Linked DNA regions of Sus scrofa: region 2 is linked to region 1. A link is a contact called in public HiChIP or PLAC-seq data. All regions are on one chromosome and are shown on one strand. Each heading gives the region's core, a stretch centred on a gene start, on an enhancer-like site or on the middle of the called end of the contact. The rest is flanking DNA. Distances are from core to core; before and after follow the strand shown.

Region 1 (6,153 bases), core at 1,261-3,760:
CCCAAACCCACCCCTAGCCCCGCAGCCCAGCCCCCAAACACCGACAGACACAGGCCTGGGTCCACAATCAGCCAAATGCAGGGAGTCTGTGTGAAGCAGCCCTTTGGCTAGTAAGTTAATCGGAGTGGGTTACGGCTCTGCCTGAATTCCTAGGCTCAGGACTAGCCATGGAATCTGCGGGGTCCGGTGCAAAGTGAGGGGAGAAACCGAATCCAAAAATTAAGAATTTCAAGCACATGTGCTTTAACACAAGCGCAGGGTCCTTCTCTGTGGGAGACCCTCTGTGACTGCAGAGGTCACTCACCCAGGAGGTCGCCCTGCCTGAGCCCCACCTCTCACATTCAAGAAGTGGCCTGGGAACCTGCATCTTTTAGAAATATTCCCAGGGCGTCTGATGCAAAGGGGAGGGGATCGTCAGACCTCCTGGACAAAAGGCTTCTGCACCCTCCAGTCGACTTTTTGGCTCTCACGTGAGCAAAGCTGGCATAAAAGGCATCCCTGAGAGGATGGCTCAGCATGACTGGTCCAGAACTGCGCTCAGCCTTCCCTCGGGACGCAGGTCGCCTTTGACGCGGTCCTGCTGCGCTCAGACTGTGAGAAAACCTTCTTCACCAGGGATGGAAGAATCGCCCTGCCACACGGTTAACCTAGGGCAAGGTTGGGTAGAAAACAAATGACTAGCATCCTCAGTAAGCTGGTGGATTGAGGCTGGAAGCGTGAGACCAGCCCTGGTATGAATCATGACCGATATATATCGCTGGAAAGGCGCTTATGTGATTCAAAGTTTCCATGGAGCTAAAAAAAAAAAAAAAAAAAAAAATGAGAAACATCTGTTGCAGCAGTAAACAGCTGTCCCCCCAAGTTTCCCGGCTCTGAAAGGATGCCAGTGAGGGTGGGGCTCCTCCCACACCTGCTGCTTCCGTGCTCTCGTGACAATCCTGCAAGTACACCCCCACCCCACCCCCAGTGTGATGGCAGCAGGCTTCTTCCAAACAGGAAAAGAAGTCGCAACTCAAAACCCTCACTTCTTCCAACCCTGCAGGAAGCCAAGCCTCTCACCGCAGGAGGCTGTTTTGTTTCCTTCTGGAAAGGGCAGGAAGTGGGAGACTTGGAAAAATCTATTGTCAACTGATCTATGATGTCCTCAGACACCCAGAAGATGGGAGTCAAGGTCCGCCGGTTCCAATCACAGACGTTATTTGAGTTTCAGTAACAGAAAATCCATAAGGGTGGGCTGCCACGTTCAGGATATTTATCCAGCGTTACCAGGCACCACTTCCGAAATCCAAGAGGAAGCAAAGTGGCTCACTCTCAGAAACGTGGATGGACTTTGGAAAACTTGTATATGCCTTTCTTTCCCCTTCGGGCAGACTGACTATGGCGTTCTTGTTTATATCAACATAGGAAGGAGGCTGGTGAATTTACACATGAATCACAGCTGAAGACATTTCCTCTCCAGAGGACACTCGCTCCAAATTTCAAAGATAACTTTATCTTCTGCAAACATGTTGCATCTTCTCAGTGGTCTTTCTCACCTGTTGGCTTTGTTTTGTTTTGTTTTGCTTCAAGCAGGGGGCGTCTCTTTGCGTTAGGCTGGTGTTGATGCAGCTTCCCCAGAAGCAGGGGTCTCTGACCCCAGCAGGTGGGAGCTCACGGCTCCAGTTCTCCAAAAGTGGTCAGCCACTGGCCACCACTCCGGACAGCATCTTTCACCACTAGGGGCCTCCCTTCTCCCTAAGAGAAGTGATCCGTGTTCCAGAGACTAAGCCCCAGCCTCTGTTTCCTCAAAGTACCACCTCCAGGGACTTACCGAGCATTGTAAGACCCACGTAGCCCCAGACTGGTTTGGGCTGGATGGATGCAGAGCCATTAAGGAAGCCTTTCCTTGGCTGACAATTTTCAGACTTGGCCATGGCAACCTGGGGCTGAGAGAGGACTTGACATTACAATCTCCGCCTTCTTCTGGGAGCCAGACAAGCACAAAGTAGGATACTTGGTGCCAAGCTGTGTGCCCTCCCCCGCCCGGCTCCCCTGTCCCTCCTTGCGGTATCTCTCACTGCTCGAGGTCGGCAGCAGAAGGCCAAGCAGATGCAGGAACTTGCAGCATGGTGTCTGCGGCTACTGGTTTTGAATGTCGCAGACCCCACAGCTGTAGCTGCCCACGAAGGGGGTGGTGAGAAGATCATTCAGCAGGAAACCCAGTAGCCCATTATTTGCTTGTAAACCTCTCCCAATGGGGCCTGGGGTGGGGGCGGTGAGGCTTTGCCAGAGGGTACCCGGGGCCCAGGTTGCTTTAGCTCTTCCACTTTCCGTGACTCATTTGCAAAAGAGGGAAGAACCCCGTTGCTGAGATGTATTTGCATATTGTTCTGAGATGACGATCGAGGAGTTACTTGGAGTTTCTTGAAACTGGAATGGTTTTCTAAACCCACCCTTGTTAGAATGTCACGAGCCCCGGATGTCGCCAAGAGTGAACACACGAGTTGTGTTTATTAAAGACTTACGTGTGCGTATGTATGTATACACACATGTATGGGTGTGTGTGTCTGTTATCACTCATATTTTTACCCCCTGGCCCCCCTTCATCAAATTCGATTTCCTCTCGTCTCTTTTGGGGCTGACCAGAAAAGACCAAGGGCAAATTCAGGGCCACTGGCAACCTATGCCCGCCTCTCGAGCATCTTCATTTGCATGACAGGGGTCTAGCACTCTCCAAGGCTGGACACGGCCACAGGTGCCAGCACCCAGGCGCTTTCTCTCTTGAAGATCTCGTCGGCAGCTTCTGGCAGGTGGTAAGCACGGCTGTTTCCTTCTGGGCCACGGGGTGTGGTTAGGGAGCGAATCCGCCCGAGGCCAGCTGCATCACCACCCATCATCCATCCCCACAAAAACCCCAAACGGCCTTGTGGCTTCTCTCTGGTTCTCGTACCCAGTTCCCGGGCCCAACCCCATCGGGGCCTAGACCAGTAACTGTTAAGCCCCAAAGCAGGGGCCTCCAGGCGTCTGCAGAAAGCGGCAACTTGAGAAAGAGAGCGAGCCTTCTCGCCTCGGAAAGCGGAAGTTCCGCGCCAAGGAGCTGGCTTCCACCGGGGGCCGGACAACGTCAAGGAGACCGCAGTCCCCGAAGCCCTTCCTGGTGACCCCAATTATTCTATTAGCAGCCGTGTCATAAACACTCGGGAGCACCTCTCCGCTGACGTCCTCAGTCACCCCCCAGGGTCACATACTGCACACTCGCAGCCCAGGGGCGGAAACCACCTTCCTGCTTGGCTGGGGTGCGGGAGCAGGGCTCTGCCTGGAGGGGTCCGCAGCTCGGAGGGGGTCCGAGAGGCCGGGAGGAGCAGTCCTTCTCGGGGGGCCACCCCGGGCATCGTCTGACCACCCCTAGAGCCTCCGAGGGGGCCCACTCTGCACCCGTGTGCCAGCTGCCGGGAAGGGCAGCTCCAGGAACTGCCACCGTCCGTTTGACTCACTTCCCTGTGACCCCCGGTAAAGCCAGAAATAGACCCTTTGATGTGTGGGTCCCTAACTGAGAAGCCGGGCTCACCGGGCCTTCCAGAGGGGGTTCCGGGTTCCGCAGGCCTCCTTCCCTCCTCCCACTTCCTCTTCCTTTTGGCAAAAGTAAAACACACAGAGAGACAGGGAAAGGCCATCAGGCCCGACCCTTCCTGGCTGCCGCTGCCACCGAAGGCTTCAGAGCACACGGAAGCAGGGGACACTGGGGGCTGGAGAGCCGTGCGTGTGCTCAGCCCTCTAGGAGCCAGGAAAAGTCAAGGGCAAGAGGTCTTTCATTCATTCATCCTTCATGCATTCATTCATTCAATGTGAGCTTATTGCATGCCGGCTGGATGCCAGACACTGTGTCACCTGTACTGAGAATTCCACGGCGAGAACCCTGCCCTCGGAAGCTTTCCATTCTGACGGGGGAGCCCCACCATACACAACCCACAAGCCCTGGTCACGCACCGCATCCAACAAAAATGTGCCATGTGCCTGTATCCTGTCAGAAAATTAATTCGTGGTGAGAAAAAAAAAAAAAATCATTCGTCACAGGGAATAAGCACCAATGCACGGCCACCCTAAGCCAGACTATTACATATAAATCTGGATTGAGGAGTTCCCGTTGGGGCTCAGTGGGATAAGAACCTGACATAGCAACCATGAGGATGCAGGTTCGACCCCTGGCCCCGCTCAGTAGGTTAAGGATCCTGTGTTGCTGTGGCTGTGGTGTAGGCTGGTAGCTGCAGCTTCAATTCGACCCCTAGCCCAGGAACTTCCATATGCTGCAGCTGTGGCCATAGAAAAGGGGGGGGGGGAATCTGGGTTGAGCCAGGGGATTAATTAGGGAAGAAAGGGGGGGGAGTGGAAAGAGGGGTTCATCTCAAAGGAGTCACTCCTCGGGGGTTGTCAAAATGCATCTTCGGCAGCACGTATATCTCCTGAGGATGGTTCTGTTTGCACAAAGGCAGGCAGGCCCCAATGAGAGGCGACAGGCCAACCTCCTGAAAAGCCCACGTAGGACACATACCTTCTCTGCTTACCCTGTGCCCAGCTGGCGCCCCGCCAAACAGCACCTCAGAGGCATCCAGACCGTCAAAGTGTCGGTCCCCGGGCAAGCTGGCCCCGGCCAGGGCCACCACGGTGGGGAAGATGTCCAGCACGCTGCAGGAAGACCAGGACAGCATCAGCCCCCACCCTTCCCAGGCTCTCTCTCGCTGGCTGTGCTGTGGTCAAGAGCCGCCTGGACCAGCCCGGACCGAGCACCGTCAGCCCCCTGTGGGGTTCCCCCTCCCCGGGGCCTGCCTGCCTTCCGCAGGTCCCAGTTGGATGTCTGCTCCTCCAAGAGGCAGAATGGTGCCGTGGTGTTGCCTGCATTCACGTCCCAGCTCTCACCACCTGTCCGGTTCCTCAAACGCCTCAGGTTTCTGGTCTCTGAGTTCCCATGGTGGCTCAACTGGTTAAGAACCTGACTCATATGCACGAGGATGCAGGCTTGATTCCCGGAGCCTTGCTCAGTGGGTTAAAGATCCTGCGTTACTGCAAGCTGGGACACAGGTTGCAGATGAGGCTGGGATCCTGTGTTGCTGTGGCTGTGGCATTGCTGGGGAGTTGCTGTGGCTGTGGCGTTCAAGACTGCATCGCTGCCAATGCCACAGCTACAATTCCAATTCGACCCCTAGGCTGGAAACTTTCATATGCCACAGATGTGGCCCTAAAAAGAAAAAGAAAAGACGTTTTCTGGTCTCTAAAATGGGCGTGATAATAATAGAGTCCACTATTAGCGTGATCAAAAAGTGCCTACTGGATGTCTGTATTATAATTACCCACAGGGGCACCCCTGCAGACCTAAGAACTCAGGGGTTCTACCTGGCACCAACCAGGCCACTGCCACCCGCCGAGAGGGAACACTATGTGACGGGTGCCTGCAAGAGAACATTCACTTTGATGTTCCTTCCCTGGGTCTCTGGGTCACAAATACCTCGTCTTTGTTTAGAATGCCATTGTGTGTGAAACATTCCAGCCTCTTTTGCTTAGCTCTTTCACTCCCATTACAAAATAAGTACGTGTCCCCAGTGAGAAGAAATGATAACATCCAGAAATCCAAAGGAGCAGCCAGCACACAAACAGTCCCTCACCCAAAGGCAGCCACCGTGAACATTTCGGTGAATTTTGTTAATTTGATTTTCGTTTGAAGTCATGTGGTACAATTTTGACTCCGCTCTAAGGCCCATCTCCCGCCAGCCCACTGTGCTCACGTTAGGGAAAAACTCTTCAGCAGGAACAGACCGGCTGCCCCTTCCACCCGAGCTGTGCACCTGCGAGCCAGGCCCGCTGAGTCAGTGGGACCGGATGGAGCCCGGAGGGCAAGGGCAGCGTGAAGCTGGACTTCCCCAGGAAGGAGGGGCCACCTGAGGCTGGGCACAGTGGCAAACTTCAGACTTGTGCAGGGGGAAGGTCTCCAGGTCTACATCTGAGTCTGGGGAGGGTGGCATCACCACATCATCTTTCTCTTTAAATCTTTTTTTGTGGGTTTTTTGTTTTGTTTTGTTTTGTTTTGTTTTTGGCTGCACCCAAGGCATGTGGAAGTTCCCAGGTCAGGGAGCAAATTCGAGCCACAGCAGCAACCTGAGCCACTGCAGTGACAACGCCAGA
Region 2 (6,153 bases), core at 1,342-3,841, 93 kb after region 1:
ATTGTTATTATTATGACAGTTACAGCCCCCCCATCCCCCACCCAAACAGCTAGTCATTTCACTTGGTCAAATACTCAGATGTGACTTTCCCACTCATTCCCCCCTGGGGCTTTCTATACCGTTTGTCTAATTTTTAAAACCAAGAAGTTGAAGCACCAAGATCTTCATTCAGTTATAAAAATACAGGGGCCGCACCCCCCAGGTTCCCAAGCAGGGCTCAATACAGCATGTGCCGTGTCCCTTTAAATATGGATGGATTTCCACACTCAGTGTAGAGACAGGTCCTAATGCACTGCAAGATCCTAAACATCAAAGATAAATATCAGGAGTTCCCATCGTGGCACAGCGGAAACGAATCCAACTAGGAACCATGAGGTTGCAGGTTCGATCCCTGGCCTCGCTCAGAGGGTTAAGGATCCGGCATTGCTGTGAGCTGTGGTGTAGGTCACAGACACAGCTCGGATCTGGCGTTGCTGTGGCTCTGGCATAGGCTGGCAGGAACAGCTCTGATTAGACCCCCCCTAGCCTGGGAACCTCCATATGACCCAGGTGCGGCCCAAAAAAGACAAAAAGACCAAAGAAAAAAAAAAAAGATATCAAAGATTACATTTACAGTCATTCCTATTTTAGCATTAAGTGCTCTCATGCTGGTGGTTAAAATCAGTTTCTCAGTATCATTAGGGATGGATTCATCCCTCCAAGAACAGTTCAAAAAAGGATCATGGAGTTCCCGTCATGGCTCAGTGGCTATTGAATCCGTCTAGGAACCATGAGGTTGTGGGTTCGATTCCTGGCCTTGCTCAGTGGGTTAAGGATCCCGCGTTGCTGTGAGTTGTGGTGTGGGTGGCAGACACAGCTCGGATCCCGAGTTGCTGCGGCTGTGGTGTAGGCCAGCGGCTACAGCTTCGATTAGACCCCTAGCCAGGGAACCTCCATATGCCGCGGGTGCAGCCCCACAAAAGACAAAAAAAAAAAAAAAAAAGGATCATGTCCAGAGACCGCTGGAGTCAGCTACTGGACTTGCTAAGCCATAAACAGCAAGAACAATAAGAGCTAAAGCCTAGTGAAGGTTTACCTTATGGCAGGCAATGCGATCTCTACTTTACCGGCCTCACAAATTAAACCTTTCGATTCTGGGAATGTCAGGACTGTCCGCATTTGATAGATTTGGAAATTGACGCTCCAGGAAGTTAGGTCACTCGGGCAAGGTCCCCGGAGTTAATCAGTGGTCCAGGCTGTACAGTGCTGGTCGTTACCCAAGCACTTGGTGCCAACATACCTGCTCCCCTAACCCAGGCCAGCCTTAACAACACAGCATGGCATTTAACTCAGAGACTCTAGCGCAAACTCGTAAGAGAAATCAGGCAGCGACTGCAAAGGGATTTTTATTGATTCAGATCATCGTCCTGGTGACGACCCTCCGTGCCCGCACTCCCAAACCAGGCGTTCTTGAGTTTCTGATTTCAGAAGCACATTCTCCAAACCCCAATGAAGGGAGCAGCCGATGCCGAAGTCGGCAGGGGTTATGTGGAGAATGAGGCTTTTGCTTCAGAGCAGGTCTTAAACAGGCCCTGAGGGTGGGAGGTGGGCACCGGCAAGCTGAGTCTGCGCCCCCGAGGACTCCGAAATGCCTGGGACCCGACACACTGCTTGGTTCCCTTGACGAGCTCATAACTGAGTTGTCCCGTGCATCACCTGCTGAGTTCACGGTGACCTTGGGGTCCGGGACTACAGGACGAGGGGCATGTGCCCCCTCAACGTCCTGGTCCCTCTCGTGAAGGAGCGCCCCGCGAGTTAGGCAGCTGTGCACCTGTGTGGACTTCGCCTCCCGCCTGGCGGGCAGGAAGCGCGCGCGCGCCGGGCCGGGGATGCTGACTCAGCCCGGCCGCTCACACACATCCCTTTCGCGCAACGCGATGCTGTTGCTGTTGCAGCAAAGGGGGGAAGGCAAAGCACCCGTGGTAGCCGGGCGGCTCACTCGCTGGGGCCCACTGCGACACTCCCTCACCCCACCCCACCCCGCCAAGGGGAACAGCAGGGGTGCGCGAGTTGACGAAATCGGGGGAAGTGGGCGCTGGAGGAGGAACTCGGGGTCCGCGGCGCCGCGCGCGCAGCTCACACCCAAACTGGAAGGAACCTGTTCCGCCCGGGGCGGGCGCGGAGCGGCCGCAACGGCGAGCCCAAACCCTCTGGGCGCGGGCGCGATCGGGGCTAAGCCTGGGGTGCGCCCGGGCCTGCGAGAAGGGAGGCGGCTCCGGGGGACCCCGCTCGCCCGGCCAGAAGTGCCCGCGCCAGCACTCCCGGCTTACAGTGCAGCCGAGCGCCCGGCTTACAGTCCAGCCAGGCGCGCAGAGATGCGCGGAGCTGGAGAGGGCTGGGGGCGGCGTGCGCGGGCTCCCGGCGGCGAGGGCGGGAGCAGTCCCGGGAGACCCCGTGGCAGGCAGGTCTAGGACAGCGACGCAGTTACCTTCCGTGACCCTCAGCCCCGGCTCTGGGCGCGCGCGTGCCCGACACGGCCTCGTCCACGTGGGCCGGCGCGCGCACGCCAGGCCGGCCCCCTCGGCGGCGCTCCGCGCTCGCAGCACATGGTCGGCGGCGCGCCCCCGAGGCCGGCGGAGACCGGCTACAGCCGGTATAGGATAAGAGATAGGCAGCAACGCGGGGCCGGGGCGCGGGCAGCAGCACGCACGGCCGGGGCGCAGGCGGCTGGGGAGGGGGGCGGGGGGGCGCGGCCAGGGTGCCCCAGGAGCAGGAGCGGGTGGGGGCCCGGGGCCCGGGCGCGGTGGGCCGGGCGCCGGGTGCTCACCCACCCGAGCCAACTTGCCATAGGCTCGGGCCCACGCCCTAAGGGGTTAATCCTTTCTCATGTTCCCGAGCGGCTTATAAGGAGGGGGAGGCCAAGCCTCCGCCTTATTGGGAGCCTTTTGGGGTTTATTCTCTTCCCTTCTAACTTGGTGAGTTGGTTTTATGATTTTACATGTTTAAAAGTTTGATGGTGGGGTGTGGGTGTTTTTTTTTTTAATCTGTGTTGGGAGCTTTTTTTTTGAGGGGGGTCGTTGGAGGGAGGAGGAGGAAACCACTTAACAGCTTAACATTTTGGAGAGGTTATTCCTAATAATCTTCTCTCTGACAGTTGGGAATGGTCAGGGCCACCGGGATGACGCGCTGTAGCCAGTGTGGGCAGCCTGGAGTTGCATGTCGGTGGCCCCAGTACAGCTGGGGTCCGAAAACTACCTAAAGGCAGCTTTGGTCTCTGAGTGCCCCCGTCCCGGTTAGGGGCTCCGGGCCGTCGGGCGAGTCCCCGCCGCCGCGCTCGGCCCCCAGCATGGATTTTCCGCATGAAGTTGCCTGCGCGTCACAAGAGCGAAATGTCAGAGGTACCTTCCCCAGGCTCGCGCGCGCACGCAGGGCGGCCACGGCGGCAGCGCGAGGGAAAGTGGGGTTCCCGGTCTCCCCCTACCCGACAGACACACACCCGGGGCGGCCGACGGAAAGGCAGCGATTTCCCTGCAGAGAGCAGGTTGTCAACCTTGACCGTCAGTCAGAGCTGTCAGTGGCTGACGGCTGGTCCCGCTCAACTTCCAAGGTTCCGCGGCTGCGGACCACAGGAAAGCGCCCGTGTAGCGGAGCCGTTCTATAACCGGGGAGGATGGTTTTACCGAGGAAATGGGTTATTTCCTTCTTCTTTTTTTTTTTTTTTTTTTGTTTCCTTGCTTCTTAAAAAAAAAAAACCAAAAACCCACGACCTTCCCCCACCACCCCCATCAGACAGGTGATAGAAGTTTGTTAAGTGGCACGTTAAATGAATGTCACCAAACCAAGGGGCGCTAGTCTTAGGAAAAGCTCCCCGGAGCCAACTGGGGAAGAGCAATTACAACTTGTCAACCTGGAAGCTGGTTTTGTTTGCAGTTATAGACGTGCCAGCTCTTTCTTGAAGGAGACGGTTTCTACCCTGGGAATGAGATTTCTCAGTTATTATTTTTTCGCATCCTAGTCAATGGAGGGTCTGGTTTGCAAAAAAAAAAAAAAAAAAAATGACCAAGTGCTATGCAGAAATCGCTAAGTGCTGCATCTCCTCTTGTCCCAAGCACCAGTAGGTGGCATTTGGGGGGCCCATATGACATCCTGCCTGGTGAATATAGAAATACCTCTTCTCATAATTAAGGGAAGAGTGTCCAAGATAGAAAGTTACAGTATGTAAATAAACAACGCAGCCAAGTGGAAAAGCTCCTTCTGTCTTAATGAGTACCACTAACCCGGAGTTTTCCTCTGTGGTTTCCCAAAAAGGATGTTCCTCAGTGGAACTCCTGAGCAGGACACTTAAATTAGGGGCTCAGGTTTCAACATTAGGATCTTGTAAAAATGGGTGAAATGCCTCTATCGGATGATTCAAAGCTGCTGAGGGCCGCTATCCAGGTTAGGTTTTGGGGTTTTTTTTTTGTTTGTTTGCTTGTTTGTTTGTTTTTTGGAAAGAGAGAATTGAAATGAACTTCACCTAAATACAGACTGGTTTTGACAACTATGGCTGGAAACAGCTTGTCGGAAGCTGTTCTCCAGGCTACGCCTTTAAGAAGAATGGAGATTGGCAGTGCGTTGGCTGAGGCTTTGCTTACAGCCGCAGCCATCACCACTTCCATCCAAAGCCTGCATTTTGAACTTTGCTCTGAACTGACCCTAGAGTAACACTCGGATGGTCTCTAATAGCCCGATATTTTGCATTCTTCATGCCTCCAGGGCAAAGTTTTTCTCAACAAATCAAATCACAGTGAAATTCCCAGATTAGAGCAAATTTCCAAGCCTTGGCCGAATATTCATTTATTTAAGATTAGACAACCAAATGCTCATAGGAAATATTCCAAACTGCCCAGTGTATTGTCATTACGTTTCCTTTGGGAGACCATTAAGGTGAAGTCTGCCAGGAACCCCTGTTCAGAATCACAGCATTTTACCCTCAAGACCACGGAATTTCAACCCTGCATTTACAGAAGACGACATTGAGGAATTCAGTCATTTTCCCAAGATCATACAGCCAGTTAATGGCAACGAGAAATTCAACAAATAATGCATGAGGGCCTCATGAAGACAGACCTGTGGGCCTTTCGTCAAAGGCCTCACCATGAATTGAGAAAGATGAAAGGGTACCTTAGAGCAAGTCAGAGTTCAAAGGCTATCAGAGAAATGTAGATTTTTTAGGGCAGGAAGAGATTAACCCAGTCAGGTTCAATGCCCCTGCTCATCCCTTGGTGACACTGAAAGTCAAGGAGCAGAGTGATTCTTATGAGGTCACAGGGGCACCCAGCTTACTTCACTAGCCCTGTCCCCACACCGTAAACCAATATCCCTTCCCATGAGATAAATTCTCTTGCCTCCTAAAACCAAAAGATATTTCCATATTCTGGAATTCAGAGCCTTCTAAGCCATAGGCCTTAGTTGCCTGCTTTGTTTGCAGAGGCTGACGTTTGTTAAGTCAGCTGGCCTGCTGGATGAATGGAAAGTCCAGAGAAGGCTTTACTCTGCGAGCAGGGACTTCCTCAGTGGGTTCTGCCATGCTAGAGCCATGCGCTTCTTCAGGGGCGCCCCAAGACTCATCCTGTGTTCAGTGAACTTTCATTGAGCACGTACTATATGCCAAACACTCTCCCCAGCACTGGGTCTAGAAAGAGCGGCGGACTGCCCTGTGTACAAAGTGTTCTCAACCACAGGCTCTAGAAACCAGGTTATTCTATTATTATTCTGTACTGTGCTCTTCAAAGCTAAGCATCCTAGGGCACAGGATGCTTTAGGGTGATGAAGGCACAAACTTTGGAATACCAATGGATTGGGCGGGGTCATTTTTTCTTTATGATGTTCCCAGGAATAACAAAAAAGCTGTCCTCCCAAAACCAAAGAATGCAGGTGGAAGTTATATTTGCATCTAGCTTCGGGGGACCAGCATAGATGGAAAGCAAAGTTTAAAAAGGGGGGGGGGGAATTAAACACCCAGAAGGAGCTCAGAGAGTAAACAGAAGTAGAGTCATCAGCCAGCCACCACCTCCTAGCCAGCTGTCAGAGATCAGCTCTAACCAACGTCCAACCGCTTTACACCCACGTCTGCAGGACCCAGCTGGCATGTGCACTTGCCTCCTAGCTCCCAGTTCTCCTGGGGCCACCAGG

What was found. HiChIP or PLAC-seq counts read pairs in DNA pulled down with a chosen protein or histone mark.
Region 2: a contact with region 1 is called in an H3K27ac HiChIP or PLAC-seq map of alveolar macrophages. The contact joins the promoter of SLC16A6 here to the enhancer-like site in region 1. A contact is called at or near these places in 6 of 47 Hi-C or Micro-C datasets (alveolar macrophages, blood, embryonic fibroblasts and 2 more) and 2 of 2 datasets of contacts at active chromatin or transcription factors (alveolar macrophages and skeletal muscle).

The regions. Positions count from the first base shown.
Region 1 is chr12:11,761,876-11,768,028 of Sscrofa11.1, forward strand. ARSG (arylsulfatase G) reads right to left here. Exons shown (of 12, transcript XM_021066718.1): 10 at 4,542-4,662. Among named protein-coding and RNA genes, the nearest start is that of WIPI1, 50 kb to the left of the region's middle. Within about 2 kb of position 2,511, at least 33 of the 83 cell types and tissues checked have an H3K27ac peak or open chromatin away from gene starts, as enhancers often do. A contact at or near this core is called in alveolar macrophages, fetal liver, liver and 1 more, where this site is marked.
Region 2 is chr12:11,855,241-11,861,393 of Sscrofa11.1, forward strand. SLC16A6 (monocarboxylate transporter 7) reads left to right here and starts at 2,592. Exons shown (of 6, transcript XM_013989910.2): 1 at 2,592-2,954. All of the region lies in intron 1 of ARSG (arylsulfatase G), which reads right to left.